Regions from separate parts of the Triticum aestivum genome. Here region 1 is linked to region 2. A link is a contact called in public Hi-C data. All regions are on one chromosome and are shown on one strand. Each heading gives the region's core, a stretch centred on a gene start, on an enhancer-like site or on the middle of the called end of the contact. The rest is flanking DNA. Distances are from core to core; before and after follow the strand shown.

Region 1 (2,894 bases), core at 130-2,629, 540 kb after region 2:
TCCAGCTTCCCTGTGCGGATGAGGACGACGACGACCCCGACGCTGCCGTAGTCGCCGCGGCGGCGCTGCACCAAGTACTGCTACCGCCCCTACATTTGGTCGCAAACAATCGTTTAGAAACCGCAGATTCAGAAAGAAGGGGAGAAGAATTGCTCTCAATCTCACACCCATGAACAAACCAAGTCGCACAAGGAAGGAACTCACCAAGATCCAGCCAGCACGAGACCCGCCCGTGGCGGCGAGGCTGCCGCTGTACACGTCGCCGGCGTACGTCCCGTCATCCTCGTCGTCGGTCAGGAGCGCGCGGCTCCGCGGCCGCACGTGCTGCCCGTCGCCGTCCATCGGTGCCCGCGGGGATCGCTGAGTCGGAAAAGAAGCAGGCGCCAAGGTAAACGACGTCGCCGCCGTGGAAGTCGGCCGCGAGAGGCGCGCCCAGTTGGTGTCCCGCCTCTCGCTGTCCGTTGCGCCACCAGTTGGTGTCCCGCATCTGTTGCCACTCGCCGACCCCTGCCATGGGAGAGGAGAACCTGGGGGCGCGTGAGTACAGGCTACGGGGAGAAGATGAGTTGGGTCGAGGGCAGGGAGATAGCGTTACCTGGGTCGTCGCTCATCGCTGTCGCGGACGCGGCGCTCCTGCTCGTCTACCTCCCACTTCGATCTCCTCGTGGAATCGGTGAAGAAAAGAAGAGACGGCAAGGGCGCAGATCCACCGCTCCAATCAGATCCCTTCCATTCCCTTCCCTCCCTTGGGAGAGGGAGAGAAGGTGAGGGGGAGGAGGAGGCCGCCGTCGGTGTCGCCATGGCCGGGCAGGGCTCCTCCCGCCTGCCCGCGACGGGAGGTGGCGGGGGCGGCAACGACGGGCGGCGGCGTTTGAGGGAGGGGATCGGCGGCGGCTGCGAGGGCGAAGAGTCTGGTGTGGCGTCGCTCGAGGGCAAAGGCTTCGCTCGCTCGTTCGCAACGCACGGGAAACATCTGGCTAATTTTTCGTAGGTTAACTGTCGTATATTATTTTCAGGCGCGAGTTTTTTTCGATGAACCGGAGGGTTTAGCACTGGACATAATGGGAGCATACCGATTTTTATTTCCTGATTCGAGGGCGGATGAATCGAGGGGATGCGGGAGGTGGGATCGAGGACGAAAAAAACCTGTTTTTGATGGGACAAAAATTGATCGGCGGATACTACCAACTGCTTCATTAGGAGTAGAGAAAATAAAAAATCATATTGTAGGACCCTGGACTAGGGCGAAAGTCTTTTTTTTTAATAAACACGCGGGCAAAAGTCAGGACGACACCCATCGATTTATGTGATTAGTTTTAGTGGGCCTTGGAATAAGGCCCAACAGGTAAGAAAATAGTCCGGTTCCACCGCGGGCCGGACCGACGCGTAACAAGTCTCGAATCGGTGTCCTCCTCGGAAAGCAATCCAACACGTCCACGAAGGCGACACCGCAAATAAGAACTCCACCCCTCCTCCCCTTGGATCAGCTTGTTCCCCAACCCGAACCCAACCCTCGACCGCAGCGACTCACAGCGGCGCAACCATGGTGCTCGAGGTCAGTACCGCCCGCCGGCCTCCCAGATCGCCTCCGCCAAGCTCCTATTCCTAGCGATTTCTCACCGTTTGTTTGGTTTCCCCTCCTTCTGCAGTCGACGATGATCTGCATAGACAACTCGGAGTGGATGCGGAACGGCGACTACTCGCCGTCCCGCTTCCAGGCGCAGGCCGACGCCGTCAACCTCATCTGCGGCGCCAAGACCCAGGTACCGCGCACCCTCCGAACCGATCGATCGATCGAGTCCCGTCTCGTTGTGTGTGGGCTAGGGTTTTGGGTTCCGGATCTGACTCGTTTGTCGGTGTCCTCTTGCAGTCGAACCCGGAGAATACGGTGGGCGTCATGACGATGGCCGGCAAGGGCGTGCGCGTGCTTGTCACTCCCACCAGCGACCTCGGCAAGATCCTCGCCTGTATGCACGGTAAGCTCCCGTCAGTACCCTAATTTCCGGCGTACCGGCGCAGAAGTTTAGGATTTGAATGTAACTGTGCAAGCTCGTCGAGCATGGATAGGACGAATAGTGTAGTCTTTTGGATGGCGTTTGGTGACAGTACGACCCTTAGCAGGCCTTTGCTTCACAAAATATGCTAGTAAAGTAGGAAGGAATTATAGTTCTAATTGATATCCAACAAATCAATGCACAGGGCTGGAAGTTGGAGCTGAAGCAAACTTGGCCGCAGCTATTCAGGTTGCTCAGCTGGCGCTAAAGCATCGCCAGAATAAGAGGCAACAGCAGAGAATTATTGTTTTCATTGGAAGGTATGTTGAGGAAATGAGCAAGATAACATCTATGGACCCTATTTTGTCTGAATTATAGCTAATTTTGTTGTCCTCATATCTCAGCCCTGTGACATACGACAAGAAGGTCTTGGAGACAATAGGGAAGAAGCTGAAGAAGAATAATGTTGCCCTTGACGTTGTTGATTTTGGTGAAACTGATGATGAAAAGCCTGAGAAACTGGAAGCGCTGATCGCTGCTGTGAACAGCAGTGATAGCAGCCACATCGTCCATGTCCCTCCGGGTGACCATGCCCTTTCTGATGTTCTTATAAGGTAACTAACTTTCTTTCATATCCTTGGGGCTCTAGGTTGATATGACGATGTAATTTGGTTGACCGCCTTATAACCCCTACCTGTTTCACAGCACTCCTATCTTTACTGGTGAAGAAGGTGGAAGTGGCTTTGCTGCTTCTGCAGCAGCTGCTGCAGCCACCGGAGCTACCGGATATGATTTTGGTGTGGACCCAAATGTGGATCCAGAGTTGGCACTTGCCCTACGGTTGTCTATGGAGGAAGAGCGAGCTAGGCAAGAGGCTATCGCGAAAAAGGCTGCAGAAGA
Region 2 (2,806 bases), core at 239-2,738:
TTTTGCACGAGAAGAAGGTCTCAGTGTAAGTGGTTGTGCAGCGTCATAACAGGGACCATCAACTGCAACCTTGAGAAGTCCCTGCAGCTGCAGCTGCACATCGCTATTCAGCTTCGACAGAGCAGCCGCCCCGGCGTCACTAGCTGCAAATGCCGCTGCTGCACCAAATCTCTTCTCCACTTCACTTCTCTCAATCCCTTCCCACTCTTCAAACTCCATGCTCGCTCTAGCCTCATCTTCCGGCATCCCTAGCAATGTGGTATCCTTCTCCGGTAGCTGAACATCCACTTTGTCATTAGAGCTGTCTTCTTGGCTGACATTTAGATCATCAGATTTCTTAAGAGCCGGCTCGTCCTTAGGGACCAATTTTTCTTGCTGATCATCCGTGCCGGCCTCATGCCGAGCTTCCTCCTTGTTGTGAACTTCTTCATGTGGAACAACAACTTCTTCCACAGATGGTTCTTTCATTTCCTCATCCTTTGCTGCGGCGTCCGGAATCACTCTTGGAGCCACAACGTGAGCCAATTCATGCTGATTCGCTTCAATGACTTGCTCCTGCTGCTTCCCAGGTACGATGTCAAGAACATCTGCAGGTGGAGTCTCGGAAGCCAATTCACGCGGAATCACTTCAGCAGCTTGAGCTCCCTCCTCCTCCCTCTCCAGTCCTGCATCAACAACTTCTGCAGGAGCAGCCCCCACATCCAGATGGAGCTGCTTCACTTCAACAGCTTCCATAGCATGAACTTCCTGTTTCTGCACTCCCGCATCAGGGACTTCACTCGGGGCAACTTCAGCACCCAGATCATTCTGCTGGGTTGTCTCTTCCTCCAACTCCACGTCAAGAACCTCTCTGGGAGCAGCTTCGGCGCCGGAATCCCGCGGCTTCGCTTCGACAGCCGCCTCGACGGCCGCGGTTAAATCGCACTGCTTCTTGCCAACTTCACCCTCCTCCTTCTGCTCCCGCGACACGGTGCCAAGGAACAGCTCCGGAGCAAGCGTGGCCGGAACCCCCTCTTCCGCGGCCACCCACTCGGTCATCCCCTCCGCGACGGTCGCGGGGGCCTTCTCCACCTCGACCCACCCCTCGGCGAGAGCCGGCGCCGCCACATCCGCCCACGCTCCCACCTCGTCCACCTCGATGACCCTCTCCTCTTCCGCCTCCTCCGCTTTTTCCTCCGCGATCACGTCAGCCGGTCCCGCCGCGCGATCGCGGCGGGGGGGATCATTGTTCCCGGAGAGGAGCTTGGCGAGCAGGAAGGCGACGAGGAGGGTGGCCGCCGCCGTGAGGAGCAGCTCGAACAGCAGCTCCATGAATCCCGGGCGGGGAAGGGCGGGGGAGGAAGCGAGGCAGCGGATGCGGCTTCTCGCTTGCTTTTTCTTGTTCGGTTGGGTCGGCGAGGAGAAGGGGGAAAGAGAAAGCGGAAACAGGGGGGCTACAGGAGAAGGAGAAGGGGGAGCAGCAGAAGAGACGAGGGTGGAGACGGAGGTGGGTGCGTGTGGGGAGAGAGTAAAGGGGGTGGGGCGCCAAAAGGGAGAGGCATATTCGGGGGCGGATACGACCGCCACGAGGGAGGGCCGTAGGCGGAGAGCGGAAAAGGTCTCGTCGACCGCGAGCCGCTTGGGGCGACGCCGTCAGGGGGTTTTCGTTTCCTTGCGCTCGGCTACGCGACGAGGCGGGGTGATCGGCGAGAAGGGCGGCGACGGAGACAGCGAGCGCCGGACCGCCAACGTTTGGAGATTTGGGTTGGGGGGTTTCGGCCTTTTGCTCGCTTTGCGTGTGCTGCGCGCTTTCGGTGGGAAATTTCTCCGCGGTATTCATGGCCATTTCCTTTCTTTCCTGCTTCCCCCTTCGTTCTCCTCTTCCTAACGTCACACCTTTTTTTTTGAACGAAGGCAAAACATTTGACTCGTGAAGAAGAAAATAAAGTGTTTATTACAAGCCCTGAACTACAAAAGTTGCTACTCAACCAGAATGATGGTTCCTAAATTTTTTGGCTCTTCTGGCCATGCAAAGAGAAGCTTCAAGTTTGATGTTGCCGAGTAAAATTGTTCGCACGAGGATTGGTTAGGAAAGACCCGTGTATTTCTTTGGTTTCATATGGACCACGAAATGAGCATGGCCAGATGTGCAAGCTTTGCGATTTTGTATGTTCTTTCCGAAGCGGTTGGTCCAACAATCTTTAACCGTTTGCTCAAAATGCCATTAGGAGGTGTCAATGTGCTCGAGATGTAGCCACTCATGACACGTGGGAGCCTAGACCACGAGAAAAAAACGACTCGGCCTTGTGTCACCCCCCCCCCCCCTCGCGCGACCAGGGCGCTCCAACCCTAAACGCCAGTTGTTGATCCCCCTCCCCTCTCCCTCCCTGCCGTCTGGCAGTGCCGGTGGCGGCAAGATCTCCCTCGCTCGTTCCTGGAGCCAGGGTCGTGGGGCGCTTCTCCTTCTCCTGGACCTGGCAGCGAGCTCAATGGTTGGCGCGTGCTACTTGTGAACTACGTTGGGATTTTTTCGAAGAGGAGAGGATGATGCAGTACAATAGGGATAAATATTTCCCTCGGTTAAGAACCAAGATTATCAATCCAGTAGGAGAACCAAGCAACACTATGTAAGCAGTACCTGCACACAAACAATAAATCCTTGCAACCCAACGCGAACAAGGGGTTGTCAATCTCTTGACGGTTACGAGCAAGATTAAATTGTATGATGATAGATAGATAGATCAAACAAAAATATAAAATAAAATAAATAAAAGAAAAACGCAGCAAGGTGTTTTTGGTTTTAGTAAATGATACAAGACAGACCCGG

Evidence for each region. Hi-C and Micro-C count contacts between places; a contact is called where the count stands out from the background.
Region 1: a Hi-C map of leaf shows a contact between it and region 2, with 5 times the contacts expected there. The contact joins the promoter of LOC123092794 here to the promoter of LOC123092793 in region 2. A contact is called at or near these places in 2 of 5 Hi-C or Micro-C datasets (both in leaf) and 1 of 1 datasets of contacts at active chromatin or transcription factors (leaf).

The regions. Positions count from the first base shown.
Region 1 is chr4B:475,033,680-475,036,573 of IWGSC CS RefSeq v2.1, forward strand. It overlaps LOC123092794 (26S proteasome non-ATPase regulatory subunit 4 homolog), which reads left to right and starts at 1,380. Exons shown (of 11, transcript XM_044514621.1): 1 at 1,380-1,555; 2 at 1,650-1,763; 3 at 1,871-1,976; 4 at 2,200-2,314; 5 at 2,399-2,608; 6 at 2,700-2,894. The coding sequence starts at 1,544. It overlaps LOC123092795 (a long non-coding RNA gene), which reads right to left and starts at 980. Exons shown (of 12, transcript XR_006444853.1): 1 at 596-980; 2 at 205-527; 3 at 1-89.
Region 2 is chr4B:474,489,058-474,491,863 of IWGSC CS RefSeq v2.1, forward strand. LOC123092793 (acyl-CoA-binding domain-containing protein 5) reads right to left here and starts at 1,489. Exons shown (of 5, transcript XM_044514620.1): 1 at 1-1,489. The coding sequence starts at 1,311.